Regions from separate parts of the Sus scrofa genome. Here region 1 is linked to region 2. Evidence: chromatin contacts called from public HiChIP or PLAC-seq data. All regions are on one chromosome and are shown on one strand. The core of a region is the stretch at or near the end of the contact, and the rest is flanking DNA. Distances in the headings are between cores, read along the strand shown. Region 1 holds the start of LOC100624226 (tumor necrosis factor receptor superfamily member 10B-like). Region 2 holds the start of CCAR2 (cell cycle and apoptosis regulator 2).

Region 1 (7,720 bases), core at 3,512-6,011, 430 kb after region 2:
AGTCACACCACCGACCCACAGAGAAGCAGGTGGGAGAGGCAGCCAATGTCTGGTAGACACCAAAGCAAGACAAGGCACAGAGCCAGAGGTCCCACCCCGAGGACCTTTCCAGCCCTCCCTTAGCAAAATGTTGGGACCGAGAGCAAACTCAGGGATGCAAACAGTTAACTCAATCAAAGCCATTCTAACTTATCACCAAAAGCCTCCAATGATGAAACACTAAAAAGCTTCCGATTTAATACTGAAATTGTCCCTGTATCTTTTCTTTTCTCTTCTTTTTTGCGTGAACATAGTATCTATTTTTATTACGAAAACATTAAATTTTGACACAATGCTTCACTGCTTTTTAAAAATCTATTACCTGACTTAAACCTATTCAGCAAAAATGCCAATAAATTATATAAACCATAGTTTGGGTCTTTTTAAAACTAGGAACATAATGTGTTTTATAATAATCAAACAATAATACTACATCTGTGTTGCATGAGCTGTTAAGTTATAATTTGTTTTCATGTTTAGCTTTAAATAAACCCCAAACCAAACACATGCTAATACACTGTTGCAAATATTTCTCAGAAATGCCTGCCTCCTCACTGTGGGCCAGCATCCTTCGTTCTTTCACTGAGGTACCAAATGCAGCCATATCTAGGGTCAAGGCACTCATCCTACACTGTCCTATGCTGCTCTTGCAGGAGTCACACTGTGTGAAGGATATACTACCCCGAGACTCTTCCTCTCTTGCCTTTAAAGAAATCCGTTTCTTTAAAAGGAAATCATTAGCTAAGAACTCCAATATTGAATTTAGAAACAATGATTCCAACACACATTAAACCAAATGTGTTAATATTTAAAGACACAAATTCTGAAAAGTAAAAATAGCAGACAAATACAGAGCTTCTATACACAACCAATGAACTAAGGCAAATAGCATTGCCACCAAGTGCCTTAAACTGTTACATTTTCAGTGTCTGTAGCTCTTTGCAAATTATATTTTGGGACAGTTCAGATAAATTTCAACAAGAGATATGTGTTCTACATAAAGTTAGATTAAAAGAATTAGCAACATGGGTGGCATCATTTAAAAAATACATCAATAGTCTTATCAGGGAATGTTTTCCACCTGGTTTCTAAATCTTTATTTTCTGTGGAGGCAAACCAAAGCACTGTCTTAAGACTCCATCGTCAAAGATACAATATAATCTCTTATCATCCCCAGAGATTTTAAAGCTAGCTATGACCCTGTTCCTTGCCATCACCTTCATCTTCATCATCCTCATCATCTTGGTCTCCGGGTTCAAGTTCATCCTCTTCTTCAACTGGATGACCAAGTTCCTTGAGTTTATTCTTTAATGAAAATATTTTCTGATCCTGATCAGCCAACAGCACCAAAAGATCATCTTGTTCTTTTTTTAGAATCTGTAATGTCCACCTCTGAGCTTGTTTTTCTCATTTTGTAAAATGGCAATGGTGCTGTTAGATTCATCCAGCTGCTCTTTAATAGCAGTTCTTTCTTTAGACAGAGCTTTAATTTCATTCTTTAATTCTTTAGTCTCTTGCAATAATGCTGACAGTCTTCCTTCTACATCAGTAGTTTTTGCAGCTGTTAACAGTTTCACTCCGTTCTGGTTCAGGAAGTGATTTTGCAAATGCTTCTGTTTCCTGTAACAGCTCCTGCTTTTCTGTCTGTAGTTTAGTGATTTCTATAGACTGTGAATTTAACTGAGACTTTAATGTTGCCAGTTCCTGTTTCAAGTCTGCTATTTGTTCAGAATCTCTTGCTGAATCTGTTGCTGAAGACTCTTCATTTGTGCCAGGTGATGGTTGGGAAGATTTCAAATTTTCAATCAAAGAGTCCTTTTCAGCCAGCTGGTTTTGTAAGTTCCTGATTACTTTTTAATTCTTCTATCTCTTCTCGCAACCTACCAATTTCTTCTGGTTGAATGCCATTCATTTGAGACCCATCATTGTAAGAACCTTGAGGCTGATTGTCTTGTCCCTGTATCTTTTAAAAGTTGTCATTTCTCTTTCCCACTCATTTCTTTTCTATAGATTTGGGTTAAGTCAAAGCCTAGACACTTTTCCTTTCCGAGCTATATTTTCTCATCCATAAACTGTAATTATCTCACCTCCTCTAAATGTCCAAGGTGGTTGTGTGAAGTGTTAGAGCCCTTCTCCCTTCCCCCACTTCTCATACATCCTGAAGAGCAATGGCAGGAGATGCTATTCCCAGGTCAAAGTACACTTGCCATTAGAAGCAGTTCCCATCATGGCGCAGTGGAAACAAATCTAACTAGGAACCATGAGGTTGTGGGTTCGATCCCTGGCCTGGCTCAGTGGATTAAGGATCTGGCATTACCATGAGCTGTGGTGTAGGGTGCAGATTCTGCTGGGTCAGTCCAAAAATATCAGAAATTTATTCCTCTGAAACTCATGTTCTCCACAGTACACACAGCTTAAAGATCATTCCCATCTTCCCAAGTTGTTAGGAAAATTATAGTGAATAATGGATGCCCAGTCCCTGGCTGAGTGCAGGACATAGCTGCCGAGGAGCACATGCTTCAGGCATGTCACTGGCCCCACTCCCCCAGCCCTGACTCAGAAGGTGGAGCCACACTTCTCTCCATCCCTGGTTGAGGGAAAGTGGTCCAAGGACAGGGACCGAGGCCTTCTGAGCAGGGGCCAGGGGGAGACTGGCCACCGGCAGCCTCATGGATGAAAACCTTTCCTGCTCACTATTCAAACTGCACTTGTGCAAGATGCTAACCAGAGGGACAACTGTAAGCATGTGGACACACCTGGCCCGTGGCTCTGCACTGCCATCACTGTTGTCACCTGCTTTTTGGGCTCTTCTGTGTTCCTTCATGACCCTCTCCAGCACAGCCTTCCACCCTGGCCTTCAGAAGCTCCTGAGTCCACCTCAGGCAGCTGATACCACGTAGCCAGTACAGACTGGTGGAAGCCACTGCAGGAGTGGGGAGGAGACCACTTACCCTGTGGCCCTCCCAGCACCGGAGTGATGGACACCTGAGAATGTGATTCATCCTCCCACACAGCCTCACACAGCCCTGCGCCATTTACAGAGGCCCCTGCAGACTTTTACTTCCTCCCATTTCACATGAAGAAGTGGGGACTCAGGGCCCCAGAGCCGGAAGAAACAGAGCAGGCCTGCCCTCTTCAGCTGCAGTCCCAGGACTCATAGGGCCTGAATGAGCTTCTGAACCTCTGGACCTCTCAGTTCCCACTTGGAAGGAGAGAAAAACCTAGGGTGGATGGCATAGACCAAAATGGGGCCACATCACACACACACAGGGCAAGGACCTGAGTGAGGGCTGAGCTCAGATTAGTCCTGGATACTCATCTTCCTGGATACTAATCGGGTTCATTACCACTGAGCCATAAAGGAACTCCTAGATTAATTAAAAAAAATAAATTCTGTAATCCCTTTCTGATTATAAATATTATTCTCTGAATTTTGAATTAATTTGTTCAATGAAAACATTTAAAACTTCATGACACCTGTAATATTGATTTGACCTTTATTTATTATTATTATTATTTTTTAATATAAGGAGCCTGGAAAGTACAGGGGCAGAGCCTTTCCATTGAGAGGGGTTTCAGGATGTGCATCACCATGTATTTTCCTGTTTGCTTCACCAGCTTCTGGAAAGGAAGTAGCAGATCCCCTCCCAGGCTGGATGATGCAAGGTTCCTAGCCGCAAGGCAACGTGAATAGAAGGAACTGGGAACCTGCCTCCAACTCAGGGGTTAGATCAAAAAGAGTTGCAGGCAGCAGAGTGATTCTTCTTCTCAGGCTGCTGTTTTGATTTGCCATGAGTGTGTTTTAGAATTTAGGCATAAGTTAAAACAGTAAAGAAAGAAAAGACAGCCAGTCTCTGCCACTCCGGGCAGCTTGCCAGGGAGTTTCCACCTCAGCCTTGATCCCTGGAATTTACCCCTGAGAGAGCTCACGAGGCCAGAGGGCTTTTCTCTATCTGGGTCCCGGTCGGTCTCACCGGCTATGATGCTGCTCCATCCCCCCACTCTGTCCGCTACTGATCCAGCTCCAACACAACCCAAGAGGGCACCTCGCCTTGTCCCTAACCCTATTCCCACTCCCTCCCAACCACCAGGCGCGCCTTCCCCTCCCCGAGCCAGGACCCCCAATGGGGACTCACCAACCACAAGACACCAAAGACGACGAAGATGAGAGCCCGGGGGTCCTGGAGCCAAGACTGGCGGCTGGGGGCGCACCCCGCCTGGGCACCTGAGGTGGTGGGTGCACTCTGTCCCCACTGCCCAGTGCGGTTGAGGGGTGCTCGCTGTCCTGGCCACCGCATAGTGATAGTCAGCAGAGCCACCGAGAATGCTCTGGAAATTCTGGGAATGTCTTTCTCTGGGTGCTGGATCACCCCTGCCACTAGAGGAATGCACGGCAGTACTCAGTCTCTTCTCTCTCGCACTCCGGCTAGTTCTCCGGCTAGTTCTCTCAACGCTTTGGTGGGTAGACGGTGCTGACTTTTGTACCCTCGCGTTGAGTCACCTGGTTGGGCAGCGACGAATGGGAGCCAACATGCAAATAAGGTACATTGTTTGTTGAAACATATGACTTAGTCATCTCCTGCTCGAGCGCCGGGGTGGGGGGGTGGGTGCGGGGAAGAAGAAGAAGAAAGGCCTGACGTAGAACTCACCCCCTCGCTCAGGCGGGGCAGTGCTGTACTTTGGATCACCAGGCGCAGAGAAATATGTCCAGATCACTCTGGACTGCCTTCTCTAGTTTGTCAGGGCCAAGTAATTACCAAACCTCCACCCAACTCCTCAAGTTCCCTGCATCTTCCTCTACTCTCCATCTGGATTTGACTTCTGACATCTGTAGGCTGTTGCCAAGAACTCCATGTGCTGTTCCCAAGCCTATGTCCTCCCTCCCTTCCTCCCCAAGCCAAGGAGGAAGTGGGATACAGGTGGCTTCAGTGAAAGGGATTTGTCAATTGGCAGTGGGAGGAAAAACAAGCTTTCACATTGTGATTTGCTGGTGCTAGACTCTATTTTACAGGGGGGTGTGAGCATTTGATAACCCAGCACAGGTACAAATATTTTGTTAAGAAGCTCTATTGAAAGTCTGTTACAGCACATTTCAAATTTGATACAAAACAAAAAGAAAGATAAAAGAACTCTTATTGCCAAGCCCTTCTCCATTGAAAGGAAGAATCTATAAGAAGGTGCCTAGTTCAGAGCAGGGTCAGTAGTTGTCCAGCTGTGGTCCCCAGCTGGTGGCGCCAAAACACTAAATGAGTGGGTCTTGTGTCCTGGGTTCACCGTGTAGAGGAGAGGGATGACTGTCCAATGGCAGACCCTTGACAAATGATTCAGCAGGGAAAGGACAAAGTGCACCCACAGGAGTAGAGAAGAGGAAACTCGAGAAACCACAGACAAGTGATGGGAGACAATAAAACTTGAACATATACAGTCAAGGAAAACGGCAAAGGTGACTCAGGATTCAGGAATGGCATGGGTGAAAATACGCTTTTGTAGTAATGGATTCAGAAAACATGTTAGAAATACCATTATTTCTCCGATCTCAAGATACTTTGGGTTTTCAATAAAACTAAAAAAAACCCAGTATAAACCTTTCAATGAAATTTCATGTAGTGAGCATGTTGCATCCAGGAAGTGAAGTGGTGTTCATCCATCCTGTCTTCTTTACTCCCTAAGACTAATTTTTGGCCTCTTTGATCCTCCGTTTTCCTGTTTAAATGGACATAGTTGTATCTTTCACACTTGCTTCCTGTTTTAGAGTTAGAGGAGGAGTAGCTCCTGGCATGATGCAACACAGGACTGCTGAGAGTTCTAGCAGACTTTTCTGCTAGACTTTTCTACAATGCCCACGTTTCCATAGAGAGTCTCGACGGCCATTCCATAGCATATTCTCTTAGCAACTTTCAAAATACACAATACAGTATTATTAATCATAGTCACCATACTGTACATGACATCTCCAGGACTGACTTACTTTACAACTGGAACTTCATACCTCATAAAGGGAGTTTTTTTATCTTCTCTACCATCCTGATGGCAATTACCTTAAGGTTTATTCTTTACTCCATCTCATTCAAAAGATTTCTTCTTTCTTGGAAATATAGTAGCTATTATCTCTCCTACTTACTTGACACAAACATATGTTACCTTCTGTTTTATTTTCCTTTTGCAAACTGCATATCTTCTGACCAAACAATTCTATTAGTATAATTACTTTCTTATTCCCCCTCCCTGTTTTTTACTTTGTAAGTCTTTCTTTTCTACATTGTGTCTTAACATATGTTTACTTCAACATGCTGAAGAGTCACCAGGGGAGGGAGCAGAACACACAGGGCCCTGGCAGGAGCATGGGTTTTATTTTGTGAGTGAGGGACATCTCCAAAAAGTTTCAGGCAGAACTAAAGGGACTAGTTTGTTTTAGGCAGAGAACCAGTGGGATAAGGGCACGCTCTTGGATTGAAAGTGAGCAAGACTACAAGCAGATAGAGGGCCTTCCAGGGCATGTCTGTGAAGTGTACTGTTGGTTGTTCTACCTGGTTTAGTGTCTGCATTCCTGTGGTTCTGTGAACCCCAGGAAAAGCAGCAGGAACCATGCCTAGCAGGGTGGTTGACTGGGGTTTTTGGTTTGCATGTGTTTCTTCTCCCTGACTTGGGTGAGTTAGGAATTGATCTTCTGCACAAGGGCATCCAGAGCTGGCAAGAGTAGCACTGGGCTTAAAATCCCTTTAAGACTTTTACATTTCCCCTTCCCCCTCCCCCCTTTCCCTCCCCTTCCCCTCCCCACTTCTCCTTCCCCTTCTTTTTTTTTTTTTTTTTTTTTTTTTTTTTTTTTAGGGCCACACACGTGGCATATGAAAGTTCCCAGGCTAGGGGTGAATCAGAGCTGTAGCTGCCAGCCTCCACCACAGCCACAGCAACAGAGGATCTAAGCCGCATCTTCGACCTACACCACAGCTCACAGCAACAATGGATCTCTAACCCACTGCGCAAGGTCAGGGATTGAACCAGCGTCTTCATGGATACTAGTCAGATTCCTTACCTCTGAGCCACAGCAGGAATTCCTGCGTTTCTTCTTTCTACCGTGAGCATCACAGGAAAACTTCCTGTGCCCTTCTATTAAGGCAAGCCCAGGTAGTACACGGGTACATCAAGGTGTCAGGACAAGGAGAGGAAAGAGCCCAGCCTCAAAGAAACACATAATGAAACTGTAAACGCAGGAGAGGTTCAGGTATGTGTTGCTGTGATCCAGGGACAAAATGGGTGGGCTTGAACAGAATGGTGAGCAGACCTGTACGCAAAATCAGAAAGATTCAGGACACTGTTGGGGTGAGTGGTTAGCAGTTTTTGAAGGGTTGTATGTGGGGAGTGAAGATGAGCGTGGTACCAGACTGAACTGCTTAGTGAGAATTGAGTCTCTGAGGACATGGTGTGTGAGCTGGATTAGCCATATGTATCTGGGGACATCAGCATGTAGGTGGTACTTGACCCTGACTCCTAGGTCCCACCAAAGGGAAGAGGAGTACTGAAGAGGACAGAGGGCACAACCGATGCCAAACGACTGCGACATGCAGAAGTCAGTCTAGGGAGATGTGTCAGCAAAGGGACTGAAGAGGAATGGCCCGAGAGATGGGAGAGCGGACTCAGTTCCTGGAAGGGGAGACAGTCCTATTCATGAGGTGTGGCCACT
Region 2 (7,431 bases), core at 3,670-6,169:
CTTGCTCTCCTTGGAGCTCTCTCAGGGTGGGGTGTAACTCACCACTAATTGATGGGTTGTGTGAGAACTTCACCTCACCTGGCTCCCAGCTGTATGGAGCTGGGCCGGTCCGGGGCCTGCCTGAGTGGCTACTGGGAGGCCAGCTAGGTGTGTGTTCTTCCTCTTATATATCCTGCCCCCATCTGCTGGCCCCTGAGGGTGGGAGGCTGGTTGGGGTCGGAAGTCTCCCCTCTTCACTCTGTGCCACAGGTGGAGGGCTTGGGGCCTGAGGCCTGGGCCTGCCTTCCTGGGCAGGGTCTTCGCTACCTGGAACACCTGTGCCTGGTGTTGGAGCAGATGGCAAGGCTGCAGCAGCTGTGCCTGCAGCTGCAGACTCAGAGGGCCCTGGGGGTGAGTGAGCTGTGGGCGCTCAGGCAAGCAGGCGGGCAGGTGAGTGGGGAGGCGGAGGAGGGGTGGAACCCCCAGAACCAGGATGCCCTTCAGAACAGCTCTGGCCTCCTAGCCAGGCCCTGAGGCCCATCTCTGCTGTGCACAGGATCCTGAAGAGGAGAAGGAGTCGGCCCTGGCCCCTTCACTCCCACCCTCTCACACCCCAGGCAGTGAGGTACATGGGCCATGGGAGCAACTCAGCCAAACAGAGACAGGTGAGGGGTTTTGTGTCTCCCTCTGTGTCCTGCCTGCCCAGGGCTCCACCAGCAGACCTCCTGAGCCCTGGGCTGGGCGGGTTGCTTCCTGTTTCTGGCCTTGAGTAATCTGCTTCTCTTTCTGAAGGAGCAAAAACAGCTTCACCCCTCAAGGCAGGCGCGCCCAGTGCCAGGCCTCCCAGGCTGTCAGAGGCCCCGGCAGAGCCAGCTCATACCTTTCCATCCTCCCAGGGACACAAGGTAGGGGAGGGATATATGTGGGGCCAGGTGGCAGGATGGGTGGGGATGCGTGGATACCCTGAAGGCTGGAAAATGAGAGGATTCCTGTTTGGAGCAGGTGACTTGTCCTGGCTGTGATGACAACTAACTCTGGGAGCTTGGTCAGGGGTATGTTGTGGGGAGGGGCTCTGGGTGACACCCCCCCCCACCCTCTGCTCAGCGGGATCTCTCCCACTGGAACAAGGTCAAGGTCCTGCTCAACCGGATCCGGTGGAGGAGCCTTCGACCTGCTGAACCCCCTGCCCCTCCTGATGGCCCTGCCCCCAGGTGAGTCCTGGGGCTCAGCCCAGAGTAGGGCAGAGGGAGAAGCCTGATGAACTAGGCTGCTGAGATTACACTGCCACTAGTTTCCTTTGTCCCTGCAAAATCTGAGAGACATAGACTTGGAGAGGGTGCTGGAAGAACCAAAAAGCAGTTAAAGTGCCCCATCTGCAGATAGGAGGATGAGGACTGAGCAGGGGAGGGACGTTGTTTTCCCAAGGCCACATGGTGAGTCAGTGGCAGAGCCAGGACCGGAAGATGGGAAATCCTCATGTCAGCCCAGCAAGCCCTCATTCCTCAAGGCTGAAACCTAGGTCACCTCCCCAGGTTTTCCCAGGAGAGCAAGGTAGGGCGTACAGGATTCCGAGGTGGATGCTGGGGGATCGGGGTGGGGGTCTTTACTGAATAATTCTCCAGGGGGAATTATCCATGTCAATGACTATCCCCAGGTTTCTCACGATGCTTGGTCAACTCTGGGGCATCGCTGCCTTTGTTTCTGCCTCCTAGCCTAGTGCCTCCTTTCTTTCCCCACAGGATTGCATCAGGTGACCTCCCTGACAGGCCTCCGTGCCACCCCCTCCGGAAGACCTTTATGCCATCATTAGTGGTTAAGAAGCAACGAGCCAAAAACCTTTCAGTGTGTTGAGACCTCTTGGTGCAGGCAGGGACGTGACCCCGGGTCAGCGGAGTGCAGTGAAGTCCTCCTCCTCGCCCTTTGCCCTGTTGCTGCTTCGGGACACTGCCGGGAAAAGCTGCTGACCTCACCTTCCTCTCTGAGGCGAGGGCTGAGTTTCTCTGAGCAGCCGAGGAGCCCTGGGCCCCTGCGAGGCCTCAGGTGCAGCAGCTCTCAGGCTCCTCCCTGACTGCCAGAAATCCCTGGGCTTAGGCAATGTGAACTTATTTATCTGGCACCCATGGAGTGTGTTTGGCACGGCGATCTATCGGCACCCAGCATATCGCAGATGTATATTTATGCAAAATGATATATATGTATATATCTGTGGGACTGTCAGTGTTGTGAACTGGCTGGATCCAACTGGATCCAACCATCTTTCTGGAATCATGCACTCAAAGAGTCGGTCTTCCGGGAGTTCCCATCATGGCGCAGGGGAAACGAATCTGACTAGGAACCATGAGGTTACGGGTTCAATCCCTGGCCTCACTCAGTGGGTTCAGGATCCAGTGTTGCCGTGAGCTGGAGCTGTGGTGTAGGTCGCAGACACGGCTTGGATCTGGTGTTGCTATGGCCCTGGCGTAGGCCGGTGGCTACAGCTCTGATTTGACCCCTAGCCTGGAACCTCCATCTGCTGTGGGTGCGACCCTAAAAAAGAACAAAAGAGGGGAAAAAAAAAAAGTCAGTCTTCCAGGATGAAGTGACTGCAGAAGGATGGAACTGACCTTCATTCCTGAGCGGACACTTACTGAGCTGGAGTCCTGCCTTCTCATACTGCGTGGGCAGGCCCACCGAAAGTGGGGTCCAGTTGTTAGCTGCTCTAAAGTCAATAAAGATGCAAACTTGGTGGAAAGGAAAGTTTGCTTTATTTTGGAGGCCAGCAACTGGGGAGGAGGGCAGATTCATGTCCGAAGGTTGACTCTCCCCACTGACAACCAGCAGGGAAAGACTATTTTTTTTTCCCCCCTCCTCATGCCTACACCTGTGGCTTATGGAAGTTCCCGGAGCAGGGCTTGAATCCAAGCCACAGCTGTGGCAGTGCCAGATCCTTTAACTCACTGCCTCAGGCCAGGGGATTGAACCTGTACCTCTGCAGTGAACTGAGCTGCTGCAGTTGAGATCTTAACCCACTGCCTAAGCTTTCTGACAAAAGCTTTTAAAGGGGAGTTTCCGGGGTGTATAGGTGGAGGGAGGGGGCTGGGTGCAGAAACAGTATGGTCAGCTCTGACAGTCATCCTGAAATTGGTCCTGCAGTGTGGACTGACCAGCGTCATCTTAAGTACAGTTAATCTTCAATTCTAGGGTCGGTTTATTCCTATTTCTTTGAAGAGCTAGTTCTTGGAATTGTGGCAGCTTATGTCATGGCTATGGCCTGGTAGTTATGTAGTTAAGTTCTTCCACCTAATGAGGGTTTCAGTATCTAAAAGACAGCTGGAAGGATATGGCTCAGAATATTATCTATAGCCTTTGAGGAGGAACTAAAAGTCCTTGGCTTTCTTTAATGGGTAAACCATTGCTATTTGGCCTTATTTTCCTCTGTCTGTATTTTCTCATGTCTCTGATTAAACTTATCCTTTGGCCAAAGTATTTCTACAGACAAAAGCAGGTGGAAGACATGGTGGGAAAGGACCATGGAGTTCTGCTCTGTTTCACCAGACCAGGACAGAGCAGGGCAGTCCCTTGGCCAAATCTTGGCCCTGAAGACTGCGCCAGGGATGGGAGGGTCAAGACAGCAAGCAGAACAGCAGAGTAATCTTCAAGGTCTCTTCTCAGCTGCTTTACTCCTTACTAGCCTTTCCATATCACAGCTGAAACCAGGGGCCAATACTAGCCATTAGACCTCGACAAAACCCCTAACCTTTCTGAGTTGTACCTTCTCAATCTCCCAAATGGTATAATGATGCCTGCCCTACCAACCTCACAGGCTTGTTATGAGGATAATATGAGATCAAGCTGTTTCAAAGTGCTTCGTGCATGTTAAATGATTAGGAAAGGGTGTTGGAGGGAAGCTAAACAGGAGGGATGATGGGAAGGTAAGAGCATAAGGGGGAACTGGTATTGCTAATGGGTACTAAAATGGCAAGACTTTGAGCAAGTCATTTCATTGGAGTTCCCCAGGTTTCAAATCTGAGAATTAAGACACCAGTTCCAGACCTGCCTGTTCCCCAAGGGTTGATGTAAGAACTAAAGAAAATGACCACAAGACCTCTTTATAAATGTATACCTAATTATCATGGATGTTTATCTTACTAGATTAGGTTCCTAGCTCTTTGTTATTTGAGGATGGGGGGAAGCATAGTCTCCTGCAGGTACCCAGAGGATGGGAAGTGTGTGTGGGTGTGGGTGCCTGGTCAATGGAAGGGTAGGGCTAGGGATGGGGTTTACCCATTGGTTGGGTAAGGCACTGGAACCTCTCCTAGAGATGGCCACTGATTAGGGATCCTCCGCCTTCAGTCAGGAGGAAGTCAACTAGTTCTGTTGCTGCTGCGATCTTGGGGTTTGCCAATGTGGGGGTGGTAGGTGTTCCCTTATGTTTTTTTGGGGGAGGGGGGCTGTCCAGCTCCAGCTGTCTTTGGACTAGGAACCAATTCTCTGAAGCCTGCTTTTCTAATGGGACACTTAAGCGAGGACACCGCCGAGACACGCCTTCCTAACGCGCATCCGACGGGGGAAGGCGCACTTCCGCTCCGCAGTTGGAGCGGGATGGCAGACCGGCGTGGGGGCAGGGAGAGGTCGGTGGAGAGGAGGGAGGGACCATATCCGGGAGAGTGGCAGCTTCCGACCAGTGGTCGCTCTTCCGGAGAGGCGCTTCCGGTGGCGGCGGCAGCAGCGGCTGTGGTGGTTCCGGGTGTCTTTGTCCCCCCGGTGTCGCGGCCCTGGCCCGCAGGTGGGTTGGGGGGCCTTCCGTCGCCCCTCTGCCCCTTCACCTCTCCCCCGGCCGAGGGGCTGCGAGGGCCGGGCCGCGAAGATGCACCGGGCGCAGAAGGGGCCGAGCCCCCCTTCGGACTGCAAGTCCCGTCTCCCTGGCAACGGCCTCGGCCCTGGGGGCGGGCGGGAGGAGGAGAAACCGCGCGCCTTCGTCCTCCCACGGTGGCCGGTCGCTGTCTGGCCGGTAGACCAGGAGCTGGAGGCTGCTGAGGCAGGAGCCGAGGGCCAGGGAGCGCGGGAGCAGGAGGGCGGGCGCGCAGCCGGATTCGCGTCCGGCCGGGCCACGGAGCTGTCTTCCCACCAACCCGTCCGGGAACAACGGGCCGGGCTTCCGGGGAGAGGGCCCACACCATCTCTCCGGCACCAGCCTCCTCCATTTTTCCGGGCCTTGCGTGGAGCTTTTGGCGGATGTATTTGAATGAATGAATGTCACCGGGGCTCTTTCCAACCCCCTACTCTCCCCAACCATCTGAGGGTGGCGTGGCATGGTGAGAGGAGCGCTAAGTTGTCGGAGACCTGGGTGTGAGTCCTGGTTTTGTCCCTACCTGGTTATGTGGCTTTGGGCAAGTCTCAGTCCCTCGAGCCTCAGTTTCCTGTTTTTGAAAGAGCAATACAGTATCACCCACCGCTAGGTTACTGTGAGGGCACACTGGAACATTGTAATTTCTCCATTTCCTGCTCCTCTGTATTCTCTCCATCCATCTTCTCCATTCATTCTCAGTATTCATCTCGCCACTTTCTTTAAGACCCTTAGTTCCTTTTGGGGGGTAGATGGGAATTTTCTCTGTGAGCTGTTAATTTCTTTTCCGATTGAAGGTTTTTTCCCAAGACTCTGAAAGAGGACAGCATTCCCAATGTCCCAGTTTAAGCGCCAGCGGATCAACCCGCTTCCAGGGGGACGCAACTTCTCAGGTGATCACCTTTATCTCTACCTGGCCTCATACTGGGAAGTATGGGCTTTGGAGTTAGTCTTCTTTTAAAATGAGGCTTTTGGGGTTTCCCTGGTGCAGTGCAGTTTGCTGCTGATATTTTTTAGGAAAATAGGAGATGACCAGAGTGGTTGTCAGCGAAACCCTGGGTGGAACTTGCTTGGATCCACTTTGCCCTCTGGGTTTACTGTATCCTCTCGCTGCCTCTAGTACTTTGGATGGTAGGTACTGTTCCTAGATGGCTTCTCTGTCACAATAGGCGCAGCTTCAACATCTCTTCTGGGTCCTCCTCCTGGTTTGCTCACTCCTCCTGTGGCCACAGACCTGTCTCAAAATGCCAGGCATCTTCAGGTAGGTTGGGCATCCTCTCTAGTGAGTTTCAGCACCTGGGGCTACCCCAGAGTGCATGGCTGCCCAGTGCATTCATTCGGACATCACAGTGTTCATCCTTCCTGACACGCCTGTCCTGGGGCAGTCTGGAGGTGACTAGGCACCTCTGACTGGGGAGCCCTAGGTTCTGGCTCTTGGAAAATCTTTAGGGTGCTTCTTAGAATTAAAGAACTGAAAATCCTTCCAGCATGAACCCCCCACCCCCTTGGGCAGTAGATATGCCTGTTTTTCACGTATGCTTTCTTCCATAGGAAACTCCATGCGGTACTCTAATCGAGCTGGGGTGGGGATGGATAAAGATGAGATGCTAGTGGCAGAGTGTGGACAGGTGCTCCCTGTTACCTTTAAACTGCCCTCATCTCTTACAGGGTGGGGAGAAGCAGCGGGTCTTCACTGGTATTGTTACAAGCTTGCACGACTACTTTGGGGTGGTGGACGAAGAGGTCTTTTTTCAGCTAAGGTAGGCTTGAGGCTGGTCCTCTTCCGGAAATGCTTATTGGATTTAGTTCTGTCACCATGCTGGTGGGTCCCCTCTAAAGCCATTGCTTTGCTTTTTTATGCGTGGTGTGAGAAATCTTGATGGGAAAGTCCTCATAGAGACAGTCAGGGTGGCTGGGCCAGGGTTTCTCTCCTGACTGGGTCTCCTGGCTTGTGTGCTGGCAGTGTGGTGAAGGGCCGGCTGCCCCAGCTGGGTGAGAAGGTGCTGGTGAAGGCTGCATACAACCCAGGCCAGGCAGTGCCCTGGAATGCTGTCAAGGTGCAAACGCTCTCCAACCAGGTATTCATCTCTCCTTGGCACATGAGTTGGAAAGGGATGGGAGGGAAGCCTCTGTGCCCTGAAAGCTGGTCAGAAACCTTACTTTGGTCAAGGGGGTGGGGCTGCATCTTTCCAAGGTAGGGAGCACATCAGCCATGGGATGCCCTGAATTTCCTGCCCTGCAGCCCCTGCTGAAGTCCCCAGCACCTCCCCTTCTACATGTGGCAGCCCTAGGCCAGAAGCAAGGGATTCTGGGAGCTCAGCCCCAGTTGATCTTCCAGCCTCACCGGATTCCCCCACTTTTTCCTCAGAAGCGTGAGTCCAGTGGCATGGATATTGGGGGTGTGACTTTATGGGGTACTCTGGATGGATGGACTTGTAACTATTAGGTTGCTGCTCTCAGAATAGAAGTGGGTACTTTGTGAACTGGAAGAAAGAGACAGGAAATTTGGGCAAATGTTTAGGGTTTTGAGTTACCAGCCATTTCCTTTCTGCAGCTCTGAGTCTCTTCCAAACATCCCACACACTTCATCTGAGCCACCTGAACAGATTTCCTGCTCGGGGCCCTCA

Evidence for each region. HiChIP or PLAC-seq counts read pairs in DNA pulled down with a chosen protein or histone mark.
Region 1: an H3K27ac HiChIP or PLAC-seq map of alveolar macrophages shows a contact between it and region 2. The contact joins the promoter of LOC100624226 here to the promoter of CCAR2 in region 2. A contact is called at or near these places in 1 of 47 Hi-C or Micro-C datasets (embryonic fibroblasts) and 1 of 2 datasets of contacts at active chromatin or transcription factors (alveolar macrophages).

What each region holds. Positions count from the first base shown.
Region 1 is chr14:7,287,237-7,294,956 of Sscrofa11.1, forward strand. LOC100624226 (tumor necrosis factor receptor superfamily member 10B-like) reads right to left here and starts at 4,762. Exons shown (of 9, transcript XM_005670430.3): 1 at 4,176-4,762. The coding sequence starts at 4,337. It overlaps LOC106505885 (a long non-coding RNA gene), which reads left to right and starts at 6,989. Exons shown (of 2, transcript XR_001300721.2): 1 at 6,989-7,261.
Region 2 is chr14:6,855,133-6,862,563 of Sscrofa11.1, forward strand. It overlaps CCAR2 (cell cycle and apoptosis regulator 2), which reads left to right and starts at 4,920. Exons shown (of 22, transcript NM_001206340.1): 1 at 4,920-5,307; 2 at 5,602-5,697; 3 at 5,974-6,065; 4 at 6,473-6,564; 5 at 6,768-6,882; 6 at 7,047-7,176; 7 at 7,359-7,431. The coding sequence starts at 5,640.